Regions from separate parts of the Mus musculus genome. Here regions 1, 2, 3 and 4 are each linked to region 5. Evidence: chromatin contacts called from public HiChIP or PLAC-seq data. All regions are on one chromosome and are shown on one strand. Each heading gives the region's core, a stretch centred on a gene start, on an enhancer-like site or on the middle of the called end of the contact. The rest is flanking DNA. Distances are from core to core; before and after follow the strand shown.

What was found. HiChIP or PLAC-seq counts read pairs in DNA pulled down with a chosen protein or histone mark.
Region 1: an H3K4me3 HiChIP or PLAC-seq map of pro-B cells shows a contact between it and region 5, with 2.9 times the contacts expected there. The contact joins the promoter of Ube2q1 here to the enhancer-like site in region 5. A contact is called at or near these places in 3 of 39 promoter capture datasets (the C10 cell line, cranial neural crest and hippocampal neurons), 1 of 484 Hi-C or Micro-C datasets (embryonic stem cells), 5 of 115 datasets of contacts at active chromatin or transcription factors (embryonic forebrain, forebrain, memory CD8 T cells and 2 more) and 1 of 9 other capture datasets (adipose tissue).
Region 2: a contact with region 5 is called in a FOXA1 HiChIP or PLAC-seq map of pancreatic cancer cells. The contact joins two enhancer-like sites. A contact is called at or near these places in 1 of 115 datasets of contacts at active chromatin or transcription factors (pancreatic cancer cells) and 1 of 9 other capture datasets (liver).
Region 3: a contact with region 5 is called in an H3K4me3 HiChIP or PLAC-seq map of bone marrow-derived macrophages, with 7 times the contacts expected there. The contact joins the promoter of Glmp here to the enhancer-like site in region 5. A contact is called at or near these places in 4 of 115 datasets of contacts at active chromatin or transcription factors (astrocytes, bone marrow-derived macrophages, memory CD8 T cells and 1 more) and 1 of 9 other capture datasets (liver).
Region 4: a contact with region 5 is called in an H3K27ac HiChIP or PLAC-seq map of stem cell-derived neural progenitor cells, with 5 times the contacts expected there. The contact joins the promoter of Arhgef2 here to the enhancer-like site in region 5. A contact is called at or near these places in 2 of 39 promoter capture datasets (cranial neural crest and maxillary cranial neural crest), 6 of 115 datasets of contacts at active chromatin or transcription factors (embryonic hindbrain, embryonic midbrain, memory CD8 T cells and 3 more) and 2 of 9 other capture datasets (adipose tissue and liver).

The regions. Positions count from the first base shown.
Region 1 is chr3:89,772,300-89,775,129 of GRCm38.p6, reverse strand. It overlaps Ube2q1 (ubiquitin-conjugating enzyme E2Q family member 1), which reads right to left and starts at 1,521. Exons shown (of 13, transcript NM_027315.4): 1 at 1,092-1,521. The coding sequence starts at 1,418. It overlaps 4632404H12Rik (RIKEN cDNA 4632404H12 gene), which reads left to right and starts at 1,730. Exons shown (of 2, transcript NR_130957.1): 1 at 1,730-2,628.
Region 2 is chr3:89,895,414-89,898,278 of GRCm38.p6, reverse strand. All of the region lies in intron 1 of Il6ra (interleukin 6 receptor, alpha), which reads left to right. Among named protein-coding and RNA genes, the nearest start is that of Il6ra, 16 kb to the left of the region's middle. Within about 2 kb of position 1,543, at least 88 of the 459 cell types and tissues checked have an H3K27ac peak or open chromatin away from gene starts, as enhancers often do. A contact at or near this core is called in pancreatic cancer cells, where this site is marked.
Region 3 is chr3:88,323,453-88,326,618 of GRCm38.p6, reverse strand. Glmp (glycosylated lysosomal membrane protein) reads right to left here and starts at 1,596. Exons shown (of 6, transcript NM_020003.1): 1 at 1,418-1,596; 2 at 688-942; 3 at 307-504; 4 at 1-208. The coding sequence starts at 1,537.
Region 4 is chr3:88,619,708-88,622,697 of GRCm38.p6, reverse strand. Arhgef2 (rho/rac guanine nucleotide exchange factor (GEF) 2) reads right to left here and starts at 1,539. Exons shown (of 22, transcript NM_008487.4): 1 at 1,377-1,539. The coding sequence starts at 1,439. Gm20652 (a long non-coding RNA gene) reads left to right here and starts at 1,593. Exons shown (of 2, transcript XR_375820.2): 1 at 1,593-1,667.
Region 5 is chr3:89,195,380-89,198,213 of GRCm38.p6, reverse strand. No RefSeq gene overlaps it. Among named protein-coding and RNA genes, the nearest start is that of Gm23269, 4.5 kb to the left of the region's middle. Within about 2 kb of position 1,578, at least 351 of the 459 cell types and tissues checked have an H3K27ac peak or open chromatin away from gene starts, as enhancers often do. A contact at or near this core is called in adipose tissue, bone marrow-derived macrophages, forebrain and 5 more, where this site is marked.

The sequences.
Region 1 (2,830 bases), core at 272-2,771, 580 kb before region 5:
CAAAACTCAAGTATCTCATTATTACTCCACTCCCAAAGTTACCTCACCAAACCACGACCTGGTTTGGTGGCAGAAAGGGCTAGAAAACACCATGAAAAAAAAAATGAATCAAAGCCTCCAAGAACCACAAAATTCACGTCTGTCTTCCCCCCAGGCAACTCCCGTTTCCAGTGTGGATAAAGGTGCTCCAGGAGGGACAAGACCATTACAGTGGGCGTTATCCAACAACGTGAGCACTGTATCGCGCAGTACCAGCTGTTATAAAATTGCACCCAACAATTTCCTCAAGGGACACTAGGGAATAAAATAAGGCAGGACGCATGGAAGATGCCTCCTGACCAAGGATAGGTAGGATGGAACGATGCCTACTGGGGAGCGATGGCACTGCTGCCGCTCAAAACACACATTGCTGTCACCACCAGAAAAGGTGACAGTCACCTAGGATAAGCAGATGTGACCCCAGGAGTGGGGAGGAAGTGGCAAAGCTGCTACGAGCCAAGGCAAAAAGAGGAATTAAAGGTTAGTTACACCAGAGTTAGTAAGAGGAGATCCAACGTGGGGTCAATGAACGGCACTATTCTTTAGTGAAATTCAGGGAGCAAAGAGGGGTTGTACGAGGGATGCCTAGGCAGGGAGCCTACAGGTGGGTACATATAAGTGGAAAGAACTACTGAGAAGGGTCATTATGGAACCGGGCTGAGTTCCAGGCTACGTCCTTCCAGCACAGGCCTGGAATCTTATTAGAGTTGGGGTGGGGAGAAGAATGGGTCATTTCTAGGTGACATGGTAAAGTTGTGGAGGAGTAAGCAGAAGGAGCCAAAATCATAAAACCTGAGGTGTGGGTGGATTCATAGGAGGAGGTGGTTGAGGGGCCACATGTCCCGATGTCCCTTGCTCTCAGGGGTCAACAGTAGAGACTGTGACTGCACCACAGAACCTCAAGCTGAAGAAACAAGTGTAGCCTGGAGAGAAGGAGCCAAGCACCAAGAGGGGGGCTCTGGCCTCCGGGTCCTTCGAGAGCAGGAGGTTGTATGGTGTGATTTCGATCACCAGACAAGGGACCCCCAGCGTGGCGCAAGCGAGGTCCTCACCGTGATGTTGCAGTGGATGCGGACGGGGTCCCCCGGCACCGATCCCCGGGAGGGGAGATGGGGTCCGGGCGCAGCCCCGGCCCCGGCCCCTCCGGCTCCGGCCAGCAGGAACTCGCAGCTCAGCTCGTCCAGGCAGGCGCTGGCAATGCGGAAGCGCTCGTGGCCGCGGTGGAAGATGGACTCGAGCAGCTTCAGCTCCCGCCTCAGGCAGGGCCCTGGCCCCGGGCCCCCTCCCGGGCCGCCCCCGGCCCCCGGCGCCGCCCCCTGGACCCCCAGTTGCTGCCCCGGCCCCGGCTGCTGCTGCCCCTGCGGCTGCGGCTGCTGCATCCTCCGCTCCGCTCCGCTCCGGGGCCGGCGGGCCGGGAGCCTCCGGCCTCCGCTCCGGGCTCCGCCGCCGCCGCGGTCCGCACTTCCTGATCCCCCCTTCGCCAAGATGGCGCCGCCGCCACCTCCGGGACAGGCCCCCTCCGCTCGCCGGCCCACCCCCCCCACGGCCGCCGGAAGCCGCGCGCCCCTCCCCCTCCGCGGCGGCCCCGCCTCCGGCCTCACGTGACCTCTGAGCTCCGGCCCCCGGCACGTGATCCGCGCGTCTTTCCCGCCCCCCGGCCCGCGCCTGTCACCCTCCACATGTGACCCTAGGCCCTCGCCTCGCTGCTCGAAGCGCTTCCGTGCGTGTACGTGCGTCGTGCGTGACCGTGCACCGGGGGGCCTTTGCCAGCGCTTCCCTGTCACATGGCCGGCGTCTCTTGTCACGTGGCCGGTGCCTGTGTTCCCAGGGGCTCCCCGCGCGGGACTCTGGCTTCCTGCTTGCGTCCCGCGGCCCCCGCGTGCGGCGCATGGCCGTGTCTGTCCTGTATTCCCATGGGGGTCGTCGGGCCGGGTCACCGGCCTCCGCGTCTGCGGCGGGAAGGCGCCTTTCGCTACGGTCGGAGAAACGGACTTGGATCTCCCTGCGGTTCCTCTATGGTGTGTGACCTTGGGTTATCTACGCTCCTGGGGAGCCTCAGTTTCTCCATCACAACAATGGCACTGTACAAGACGGGGAGGCCTCTTTAGCCTGTTCCCAAAGGCTCTGTGCAGGGATACTGAAGTATCGAGTATGGTCGCTGGTCAGCTACGTCTGAGGGGACAGATGGTGCGGCTTCCTCCACAGAATCACAGGGCTTCGTTATGTGTGAGTGCAGAGTACTAAGCTAGGGGTTGCATAGACGACACCCACGCCTACCTGCTATTCTTCTTCCCACCTCGTCGCACTGATCCTGAACGGGGCTTGAAGTTTGCGGCAGTACCTCGTCGTTCCCACTAGGTGGCACTATCACAAAGGACAACGGAGGGTCCTGAAACCCAGAGCTGCAAACTGGCAGGTGCCAGGATGTTGTAAGGCCTGATGGGTTTGGGACCAATTCATCATGTGAGCCGTTGGCCCGTCTACCGTCACCACCTCTATGTTTTTTGGAAGCTGACTGTACCTTGGTGCTGGGCTACTGATTCACTCAGTGATGTTAGCAGAAAGCTTTACTAGGCCAAGTTTAACTCCGTATGTTTTAAGAAATTCGTGTTCTTTGAGCCTGGGGGGATGAGTGTGGGTGTGTGGGTGGGGCTGGTTTTTCTAATGACCAGAGCAGCCTGAACATTTAGCTGCATACCATCTTTGTGCCTATGTCCACAAGCTGGAAGCATAAAATACTAGGGTAAGCCAGTCCTAGCAGAACAGGGTTGTAGTCGCAACTATCTAGGAG
Region 2 (2,865 bases), core at 294-2,793, 700 kb before region 5:
TGTGATGCTCTATGATGAAGCAGGAGCTGGGTGTCGGGAGCTGGTTCCTCCTCAAGGTCATTGCAGGGAGAAACAGAAGCAGGAAAAGATGTGGCCGTCGTCATCGAGGCTGGTACGGGAGGCAGACTGGAGCCTGGTCTGCACATACCGTAGCAGGGGCCTCCTCTGTCAGCAGAGCCAGTGCTGATCCATCCTCTTGGAGGGTCTCATACACCGCCTCTTCCCTGTGGGGCTCCCTTCCTTTCTTGCTGTGTAAGGAGACTTCAGACCCCAGCCGTCCCCCAGGTGGCTCCCTTCTGAATTCCTTAAATGTACTGTGCCCCTTTTATGAACTGGTTCTGGGCAATCTGCTTATCAAACTCCCAGTGGTTTCTCAAGGCCTTCTAAAGTTTCTCTTTGCCCTCTAGAACGATTTATTTCTCCTCTCTGTTCTCAGCATCAGGAATATATTTTATTTCCAAATAGCCAGGATTGTGAGTAGTTTTAAGGCCCCCAGGAATCTGGAGATTGGACAAGATAGCAGTATGGAAGAGTGGGGAGAACACAGCCACAGCGTGGAGCAGATGTGCAGTGGCTGCTAATACCCTCTCCTGGCGGAGACGTGTGGCCTCGTGTGCAACACTGCATGGAAAATGTTGAATCCTTCAGGAGGGGACAGGTTTAAGCTTGCTGCCTGACTGTCACAGGCTGAACAGTTGCTCAAGGGCAGATGTTGTGTGCTCTTTGCTGAATCTCATCCTGTGTAGCAGCTGCCACACCTCACGCTGCCTTCAGGGTATGGGAGGGATCCTATGGTCACTGGGCCTGTCTCACAGGAAGAGTGTTCCCGGAGTACAAGCCCACCTGATTCCCTGCTGTGCCTCCTCCAGTGGGGTCTACTGAGGCGAAGTCCTGGCCACCTTCAAAAGTGCGAGACATCCAGAAAATGGAGGCTGAGCCCAAAGATGGTTCTTTTTGTCCCTTCCAGAATCAAGCTTGCTGGGAAGGGAGGGCTGAGGGTGAGGAGTCTGGCCAGTGACAAACAAGAGCTACAAGGGTGGGGTGGAGACTCTGGTCTGAAAGTGTTTAGAAACTTGCCTGTCTTAAGTCCACCCCATCACCAGGATTCCATGCACACTGCACACCCCCACCCCCTTCACCCCACCCCATGTAATACCTGGGATCCGTATGTCTTTGTTTAAAGAAAAAAATATATGAGCAAGATTAGACTCTTTAAAGCCTGAGAAAGCCAAATTGGTGTTGTGCCTATTGTCCCACTCCTACTGAAGGAGTAGGGTGGGTCTCTTTAGCCAGGGGTTCAGAGCCAGCTTGGGGAAATGTAGTTACACCTTTGTCTCAGAAGACAAAGCAAACGTGCAAAGCTCTATGGAAGAGCAAAGCAAGAGAAAGGAGACCTTGGTATCCCATCCTCTGCCTGGGCAGACAGAGGTTCAGGGAGGGTGCTTCTGAGACTTTCACATTCGCTGTTCAAAAGCTGCTACTGAGGCTATCTGACCACTATGCAGGAGCTAAGGGCTGACTCAGAGCTGAGTCAGGAGGCCGAGCAGTGGGTGGGTGGGAGGTCAGGCTGTCCCTTTGGACTGGCACCGAGCTCTTTTGTCCTGGCCTCCCCAGTGAGAACGTCCTTTTGATCTTTAGGCACACCAGGTTTCTGAGATCAAAGTTAAATACAGTGGGTTTTTTTTTTTTTCCACAGTCTCAGAAGAAATATGTTTTTGAAGCAGGGCTGACGGGCACCATTTGCAGATGGGTTTTTATAATTAATTGTCCCGGATTTAAAAAAGACAGAAGGAAAGAAAGAAACGGGTGACTCAGTTTTAAAGATTCAGAAGACCATCAGTCAAGTTCCGCGGCAGGGGAAGTAACCATTGTCTGCTCTTTATGGCTCTGCTTTTGTGGGAAGGAAAAGAAAGATTGTTTGTGGGGAGGGGTCGGTATTTCTCCCAATTACCTGAATAAATTTGTCATTGTTCTCAAGGGTAGTAACTGAACAGTCCTGGCCAATATGCAAGTTAGTCACCAACCATGCAAAGGTTTCTATTGGGAGGGAAAGGGATAGGGAAGTGGCCAGAGGAATATTTTTCATGGAACTGACAAGGGCAGGAGCAGAAGAGAACTCTGCAGTGTCCCCTAGCTGGACCCCAGTGCAGGGTCTGCCCACTCGGCTTCATGGAGGACTCTGCTTGGACCACCGGTGGTTCTGGGTGAGGTGTGGAGGCCTTGTCGTATTTCAAACAAGCATGGAATGAGTGCCGTTGTGTTCCCTGGTACGAGGCAAGCAGGACCTTACGGTCTTACGGTCATGGCTGCGTGGTGACCTGTGTAGGCAGTTATGCATCGCTTCATAATGGGGACGTGCTCTAAGAAATGTGCTGTCTGATGGTTTTGTTGATGTGCAGATAGAGTAGTTACCCAATCCTTGATATTTTGGTCAGTGACTTGATGTGGTCTCTATCACGAGGTGAGGCAAGCAGATGTACCACTTGCCAGCATAATGTGGCATACTCTTTTATAGCAAAATTTTATTATTCTATTTAAAATTGTGTGTGTGGGCATGTGCACACATGCATCTGGAGGCTAGCAATTGGCCTAGGGCGTGTTCCTTAGTCACTCTCCACCCTATTTGTTTATTTTTCAGTTAAAACAAAATCAGATCTAAAGCCAGGCAGCAGTGGGACATGCCTTAATCCTGGCACTCAGGAGCAGAGGCAGAGGCAGAAGCAGGGGCACAGGCAGGGGGATATCCCAGTTCAGAGCCAGCCTGTCTAGGGGGAAAGTCACATCTGTTTATCTAATGTGGATACACATACACCATGACATGAACATGAAGGTAGGAGGAGTTGGTTCTCGCCTCCTACCATGTGG
Region 3 (3,166 bases), core at 347-2,846, 870 kb after region 5:
CAGGTGCATATTCATCATCGATGGAGTTCCGTTCGTTCACTGAGGGGCAGTCAGGGCCCTGTCCCAAGGTGGCTACCTCTAGACCAAATAGGGAATGGTTTCCACGAGGAGAAGCTCCAACCAGGGCCACTTCTAACTGGCAGACATCTGCTGTGTGCAGGAGGCGAGGGGGCTGAGCAGGTCGACCAGATCTAGAAAAGGCTTGGACCTTGGAAGGAGAAGGAAGCCATGTGGGGAGAATGGAGCTTGAGGGACAGATACTCCCACCCTCATCAGTCATTTCCAGTTCCTTCCCCATAGCCTCACCTTGAAGGTCAGGCTGCCATTGGCGAATGCTCCAGTAGGATCATCTACAGGGCGGCCTTGAAAATCGGCACTCAGGTTGGCAAGATCCAATGAGTTGGTGATATTGTTCCAGGAGAACTTGGCCAAGGAGTACGGAGGGTATGGCTTTCCTGGAGGCTGTGCCCCCTCGGACGCATTGGTGCTGTCAAACTCAAGCAGCTGGGGACAGGGTAGAGTGGAAGAGGCTTGCCTCCCTCTGGCTTTCTCTTGAATATCCCTCCCAGTCACCCCACCCAAAACTGCATTCACTTCACCCACCCTGGGCTAAACCCGTCCCTCGCCCTGGGGGTAGGATGGACTCTCTTCTTGTGATCTTCTCTCTGGGCTCCTTCAGACCCTCACCCTGGTGAAGACGAGAGCAGAAGAAAACTGTATGCTGCTCTTGGGGAGCACCATCAGGGCCCCAGCAGGATCGGGAGACAGCAGGAGACTCCAGTTGACACTCAGGACACTCTGAGTGGTGTTAGTGGCCACCAGCACCACAGCTGGAGGCCCCAGGCTGCTCCACACATAGTGCAGGGTGGAGTTGCTGCCCACTGCCCGAATATGAAGCAGGTTCTGTGGATTTGGCCAGCCGGAAATAACCTCCATAGATACCTGGAACACGGGGTAGTGGGGCGGAAGGAGCAAGATCAGGTATGCTCACAGGCAAAGCTGCAGCTTGTAGGTGGAGGACAGGACCTGGGCAATGCAAGGGCTCTTGAGGACCAGGCAAGAGGGAAATGTAGAAACTGAGGGGAACTTGGAATCAGGGGCAGATGTAGGGTTGAGAACATAGGGTGGATCCAGGATTACTCAGAGGGCTCAGAGCTAACAAGGCTTTTAAGTCCCCAAACTTGCCTGTTCCTGGGCTACAATGGCTGAGCCATGGCTCAGACATCGTCAGAAAGCAGGACGCAGTCATGCCTGACCCCTCCACAATTCTTCCAATCACTCGTGACTCCACACTGAGCTCTCTGGGTTGTTATCTCTCTTGCATCCACCTTCCACCCCTCTGTTGTCCCAGATTCCGGTCATCCTAGAAAGGTAGGATTTCCGGAAACATCTATAACTTCAGTTCCAGAGCCCTTACCTGGCGAGTCTCTTCTCCCTGCAGGCCAAATGGAGCTGAACACACAAGTAGACTCAAAAGGAGCCATGGGGTAGGGGCACAGGGGACCCAGCCCCAGTGAGGTCCCCAACAGCGAAACATACAGCCACAGCTAGTTAAACTCAGCGGAAGAGCCTCAGAGTCACATGACTCCTTTCCTGCTGATCCCTTTTGAGGGCGGGCCAACAAAGTTCTTAAAGGGGCCGCTTCTATTAACCCAGATCTGTTTAAGTTGGAATAGCCTCCCGAAAGCTCAAGGTGAACAGGTATTTTATCATCAACAGGTTGGCCTAGGCATCCTAGACTAGCTGTGCAAACATACTCCTACCTTACTGCAGACACCCTACCGGCCCCACCTACATCACCTCTGGTGAATAAACCCAGATTAAAATTTCCACACAATTTAACAGAGTAATTTGTATGTTACTGCTCTGTGCTAGAAAGATATAGAGAGGGCTGGAGAGATGGCTCAGTGGTTAAGAGCACTGACTGCTTTTCCGAAGGTCCTGAGTTCAAATCCCACCAACCACATGGTGGCTCACAACCATCCGTAATGAGACCTGACGTCCTCTTCTGGTGCAGCTAAAGACAGCTACAGTGTACTTAGATATAATAATAAAAAAAAATCTTCAAAACAAAAAAGGAAAGATATAGAGAGGAATTGGATATAAAAGAACCCTTGGGGGTCAGCAAGATGCCTCAGCATTTGCTCTAAACTGAACATGAGTTGGATATATATTCAGGACCAACGCGGTAGAAGGAGAAAAATAATTGCCAGAAGCTGTAACCTGATTTACACATGCATTCTGTGCATTGCTCACATAAAACAAGTGCAGTAAAATGTAAAAGAATGCCGGGCGGTGGTGGCGCACACCTTTGATCACAGCACTTGGGAGGCAGAGGCAGGCGGATTTCTGAGTTTGAGAAAAGTGAGTGCTAGGACACCAGGGTTACACAGAGAAACCCTGTCTTGAAAAAACAAAGACAAAAACACAAACAAAAAAAGTAAAAGAATAATAAAAGAATCCTTAGGTATGGTAGTCTCAGAAAACAGAACCAAACAGGAATGGAGGCTTGTTTCTACAAGGGGACCAAGACACCCTAATTCCAGCCAAGAGGTGAGAAGAGGAAGACCAGAAATTCAAGGTCTGGGGCATGAGATGTTCAGCAGGTAAATGCATTTCATTTATTAGATTACCAAGTAGGCAGGGACTGGCTGTCCAGGAACTCTTTATACATACCAGGCCGGCCTTGAACTATTAAAGATCCACCTGCCTGCCTCTACCTCCTCTGCTGGAATTAAAGGCATGAGCACCACAACCAGCCTGTTTTTCCTAAAATCTTAACATGTAAAGTATTTTGCCTGTATGTCTGTCTGTGTCTGGTGTCCTCAGAGACCAGAAGAGGATGTCAGATCCTCTGAGGCTGGAGTTACAGATGGCTGTGAGCTACCATGGAGATGATGGGAATCAAACCTTGGGTCCTCTGGAAGAAGTCAGTGCTCTTCATTACTGAGCATTTTCTCCATCTCCAACTTAAATCTGTTAGACTAATGCACAGTACAAATTTGAACCAGGTGTTCTGGCACAAGCCTTTAATCCTAGCTAACCAGGGCTACATAGAAGACCTTGTTAAAAAAAAAGAATCAGGATTACTTACATGATAATGTTAAGCAAGTGCTTTGACAGAGCTTATACACGCAACCTAGACACTAGGTTCTAACCTAGAGAC
Region 4 (2,990 bases), core at 290-2,789, 580 kb after region 5:
CCCTGCTAGCTTTCTTCCGGTGAGCAGACTCCCATCCCGAAACCCTACAAAAAGCCTCAAACTGAGCTTCCCGCCCCCGAGGCTCTCCACCCCTACCGACCTTCTCCCAGTGTAGCAGTAAAGCAAGTAGCTAAAGCCTGGAACCTTGGAGGAAGGGAGAGGGCAGCTTTCCATTCGCAGAGTGGCTTTCCAGCCTGAAAATGATCTGCTTGGTTGGCTGGCTGCGGGAGGGTCATTACGCTCTCGCTAAGGACAGGGATTAAGATTAAAGCCCTTCCTGCCTTTGCTTTCCGAGAGAGCCTTATAATGTGAGTGTCCTGAGGTACAGGGAGGCGCCGTCCGCCTGAACCAGGCCCCCCTGGCTTCACTTATTCATCTACAAGTCCTCCTCGGCTTCACCACTTCCTGTGAGCTGAGGTGAGGAAAGTCATGGCATTTGGGAGGGCGTCTGAATACAAAGACAGGAATAAAGGACACTTGTAAAGGCGTGCTGGAGAGGTCGTATTGCAGAGTGTGCTGATAATTACACAGCCAGACTCCAGATGACAGGTGAAGGGCCCCCAAGCCGAGGCGATAATCGAAATATGGCTGAGGGGAGTGGGGGAACTGGGTTAACCGAGGCGGCTGGAGAACCAGGAGCCTGGAAGCTGATGAAACAGATAAGGGTGGGAACTACTCTGGGTCCTGGCACCGAGACGCTCAGGATGTGAGAAGGCATCCCAGCGACACAAAGGCAGCTTGCTTCACCTGATGGATCGGTTTGGCCTGGCGGAGAAAATGGGCGGCCGCTTGCTGTCTTGACCCCTAGCCACCCGCCTACCCCAGGCAAGAACTGAATCACAGCTGGAAAGTCCATCCGCAAGAAGAGGAGGAGCTGACTTTTGTCTTGGAGGGGCGGGAAGGTGGGGGAGGGAGCTTGGAAAACACCCCCTCCGGCCCCCTCCACCCGCTGGTGGGGACAAAGGGGGAACGACCGAGCCGGCGCTAGCGGGCACGGCCGCAAGCAACCCCCGGAACTGGGGTGCGGAAAGGGGTGCCCAAGAGCGTCGTCCCTAGGAACCCGACACGCTCGCCCCTCTTTCCCGCTCGATCCCTTACCGGAGCAACTTTCTTCCGAGCGGCCCAAAACACTCGGTCCCGCCGAACCACTGGTAACCCAGCTCAGCTCTCCTAGATCCCCGCACAGAAGCTGCGCGGGTGCTGGAGACGCGGGTCACGTTGCGGTCCTCCAGCCCCCTCCTCACGCGCTCGCAGCCCCACCCACCCCGTCCGGCCGCTGCGCGCGGACTCGGGCGCCCCAGAGCGGGCGGGGGGACGCGGGACGCGGGGCGGAGGCCCAGAGGTCGGCAGGGCGCCCGGTCGCAGAGCCAGCCCACCTTGGTTGCCTGCTCCTTGCTCCGGTCGATCCGCGCGCGAGTGAGGGATTCGATCCGAGACATAATCCAGCGTGAGCCGCGGGAGGACGCGGCGGCCCCGGGTGTCCAGCAACGGCGGGGGAGGGGTCCGGCCGCACGCGTCGGCCTCGGGGACAGGAAGTCTGAGTCCCCTCGCCCCTGCACCCAGCACCAGTTCCTCAAACCCTAGTCTCCTCCCCCACCCGAGCTCAGGAAGGGGAGAGGCGGAGCGGAGGCAGGGCGGGGTACCCGCGCACCGGACGGGACGCCGGGGTTAGTATCGCTGCAGTCTGCTGGACAGGGGTCCTTGGGACAGGTTCGAGGATCCCTTTTCCCTTTAGCGCTTAGGAACACTCTCTGACCTCAGCGACCTCCCTTAGCTCGGCTGTCCTTGAAAAACACCGGCGCCCATTCCGGGTAACTTCACTCTTTAAAGACCCTAAGGGGATTCTATCACCTTATCGGTAACTGGGAGACCTAGCCATAAGGGCTCACTCATCAAACAGGCTTGAGTACACAGACCGCTTTTACAATGTTGGACTGGTATGACAAGAGGGAGGGGGCAATGAAAGGGGAACTAGAAGCTTCATCGTTAACAGGCTTCACTCCCCCAAAAGAGTGAAGAAGGGGACTCCTTTCCAAAAGCTAGGAGTCCACAAGAGAGGGTTTTCCCCTCACCCCCCCCCACCCCCCGCCCAGCTTCTCACCCCTCTGGGCCTTGTGGACCACACTCTGACCATCCTTCTCAGCCCCACCTCTGCCAATTACTTTGGCAGTGAAGGTGAGAAGGCTCCACCTTTCCTGAGGCTAGCTGAGGAAATCCTTCCTTGTGTCCTGACACCAGTTTTCTCTGCCACAGGAGACTATAGAAACAACTTGGCCCTGTCTGGAAACGTTTGAGCTTGCTGAGGAGTGTGGGTGGGTTTTCATTTCTCTGGACCCTTTGAGTCAACCTGAGTTTCCTGCCACTGGGGAAATTCTCCAGTCTGCTCCGTTTCCACCTATCAAGGTCTCCGATTTCTCTGTAAAAACCTGAGCACCCTGGGGCAAAGTTTTGTAAAAATTTAGGGTACTACCTAATCTAGTCCCAAAAGTGTGTGGTAATGAGGGAGGGAGATGGCTAGGCGTGGTGTTGCACAGAGGCAGGGAGATTTCTGAGTTCAAGGCCAGCCTGGTCTACAGAGTGAGTTCCAGGACAGCCAGGGCTACACAGAGAAACCCTGTCTCAAAACACCGAAAAAAAAAAGAAAGAAAGAAAAAAGAAAGAGGGAGGGAGATGAGGCCCAGCCACTGTCACCAGCTTCTGCTCTGTTCTTCTCGGTAGCGGGGCAGGGAGGGTGGTGTTAGGGCTGCAGGTTTCCAGCCCAGCCCTGCACTCCTAGAGTGCCAATTTTAGCCTCAGTCTCTAATTTGGGCTCGGCTGCCTCATCCACCCGCTGTGCTGGTTGGGCTCCTCAGCTCCTCACCCCGGCTCTGCTCCCCTCCCACTCTGCTCCTCTGACCTATCTCCTGCCTAGGAACTCCCTCACCTTTTGTGCCCATTCTCCTGTTCAGGGTCCTTATATAGTAAAGGCCAGGGAAAAAGAAACAATGTCC
Region 5 (2,834 bases), core at 329-2,828:
AGTGACACACATACACAAAAACACAAAATAAACTATCCTGTGACACAAACTCATAATACCATACAGCTCTTTTGTCTAACTTACAGCAACTGCCTTCAGTTGTGTGATGATCTACATCTATCTGTGATGATCTACATCTAATCTTAGGCAGAAGCCTAATTTTGTTTCAGTAGGAACCTGATTGTTGGCCTGGTCAGTGGTGGCCCACACCTTTAATCCCAGCACTCAGGAGGCTGAGGCAGATGGATCTTTGAGTTTGAGGTCAGCCTTTTATACAGAGTGAGTTCCAGGATAGTCAGTGTGACACAGAGAAACCCTGTCTTAGAAAGAAAGAAAGGAAGAAAGGAAGAAAGAAAGAAAGAAAGAAAGAAAGAAAGGAAGGAAGGAAGGAAGAAAGAGAGAAAGAGAGAAAAAAAGACAAATTTTACTATGTATCCCGGACTAGGACAATCTAAGTAGGTCAGGCTAGCCTCAAACTCAAAGAGCTCTGTCTGACTCTGCCTCTCAAGTGCTGAGATTAAAGGCTTGCATAACGATGCCCAGATCACCTCTTTTTAAAACCTTTCTTGTGTTTTTTGGTGGGGCAGGAGAATGATGGCACCTGTGTGGAGGTCAGAAGACAACTTTGTAGAGTTTGTTTTTTCTTTCTGTGTTTACAGTGTGTTCCAGCAATGGTTGAGCCTTTTGGCCCGCCTTTCATCCCCTTTTAAAAATTAAACTTATATTCTGTTGTATTTACTTAATTATTGTATGTGAGTGCATGTTCCCAGGTGCACGCTGGCAGCCACATGAGTGAGTAGGCTTCCTCTTTTCCATGTTAAGTATTTTAGGGACCAGACTTAAGTTGTCTGGCTACTACACAATAGCGTACTCCCTGAGCCTTTACCTTTTCTTTATTTGTAAAACACAAGTCTTTTTGCAACTGTTTTGGTTTGTCTTTGTAATACACAGCATAACTAAAACACAACTTGAGGAGGAAAGGGTTCATTTCATATTACGACTCCCAGACACAATCCATCACGGGGGAAGTCAGGTTAGGAGCAATAGCAGAAACTGGAACGATGACTGTGCCCCATGGTTTGCTCTGCTAGCTTTCTTAAACCCAGGACTACCTACCTATCCAGGGGTCGAGTAGTACCACCCGGTGCTCTGGATCTTATTATCATACCAATCAAATATGAAAAATATGCTCCACAGACTAATCAAACGGAGATGATTCCTTAGATGAGGGTCTTCCCAAATGTCTAGGTTTGTGTCAAGGTGACAAAAACTAACTAGCACAGCAACTAATAATGATAACAGGATGGTTCCGTGCAAATGCTGGAAAGGAAAAAGTTAACGCACCAAACTCAGGCAGAATTGACCAGTATCAATTCTGCCTGAGGTCTAATCAGAGAAACAGCAGCCCCAACCGGAGGCTAAAGGAAATCACAGCAGCCAAAGGCAAGTGGGCGGGACGCCATACGGGAGCGGGGCGTGGCGTGAGGCGGGGGTGGGGCGAGGTGTAGTGTGAGGGTGGGGCTGTGGGAGGGGCCTGAGACGAATGAGGCATGAAGATAGAAGTTACTAGAGGCGAGGGCTGGGCGTGAGATTCGTCTGGGGGAGCGTGAGGTGGGCAAGGCGAGTTTCCCTCAGAGCCTGCTGGGTTAGAGCTGCAGTACCAAAATGCGCAGGCGCGAAACTGGAGGCTAAGCTTTCGGTTTAGCGAGGAGGTTGAGGCTCCTTAGAAAGTGGGATCCCAGGCCTTCTCTTTTCATTGTTTCTCCTGGGACAGAGTCGTGTAACTGACCCGCGTTGTTCTTAGTCTATAATGTAGACTACACAAACAGGGGTTGAGGCGAGGGTGGCTGATGCGCCACTGTGTCTGTAGGGCCAAGCACTGCGAATAGGTTAGGAGAGGCGATTGGGTTTGCACAGTGAGCTTACCCTGTGCGATCGGATCAAGATTCCTGAGTTTACTCCTTAAGGAACCTCAGCACAGGGAAGATTAAGTCTCCAGAAACTGCCCTGGTGAGGCAAGGTTCTTTACCTCCTACTTGTTTTTGTTGTCCTGGCTGCATACCAACCCTTCCTGAGGCTACACTCTCCTTGTGAATTATTCAAGAGCCCTTGCAGCCTGATATCATCTCTGGGCCGTGACTCTTCCTTTTCCCATTCCTGGAGGGCATCTTGCTGTTCCCGCAGTAGTAAGAACCTAAAACTCTTTAGATTATTTTGCTGCCACTTTGGGGCGGTTTTGGTTTTAATATTTTGAGACAGGGTGTCCTGCCTGGCCTTGAACCCTCGATTATCCTGCTGCCTCAACCTCTCAAGTGCTCAGTGAGAGCCACCAGGACTGGCATACTAAATGTTAGCTAAAGATAGATACGCTGGGGGCGGGGGTGGGGTGGGGTGGATAGATACACTGTGTTAGGTTCAATGAGCAAATCCCTGATTTGGAACTTAGAGTCTAGGGTGATGCTAAAGGCGGGGGTGGGGAAGTGTGCTGGAGAGATGGCTCTTCCAGAGGACCCCAGGTAGTTTGTAGTATCCACATCCAGTATCTCCCAGCTGCTGCTAACTCCACCTCCAGGGGATACCAGCTCTCAAGTGGGTATACACGTAATGAAAATACATCTTAAAACTGAGCATAGCCCACCCCTGAGTAAAGCAGAAAAACAGGTAGATGTCTGCGCATTTGAGGCCAGGCTAGTCTACATAGGAGTTCTTGGACAACCAGAGCTATGTAGAGAGACTCTGTCAACAACAACAATAATTGTGATGGTTTGTAAATGCTATGCCCAGGGAGAGGCACTATTAGGAGGTGTGGCCTTGTTGGAGTAGGTGTGTCACTG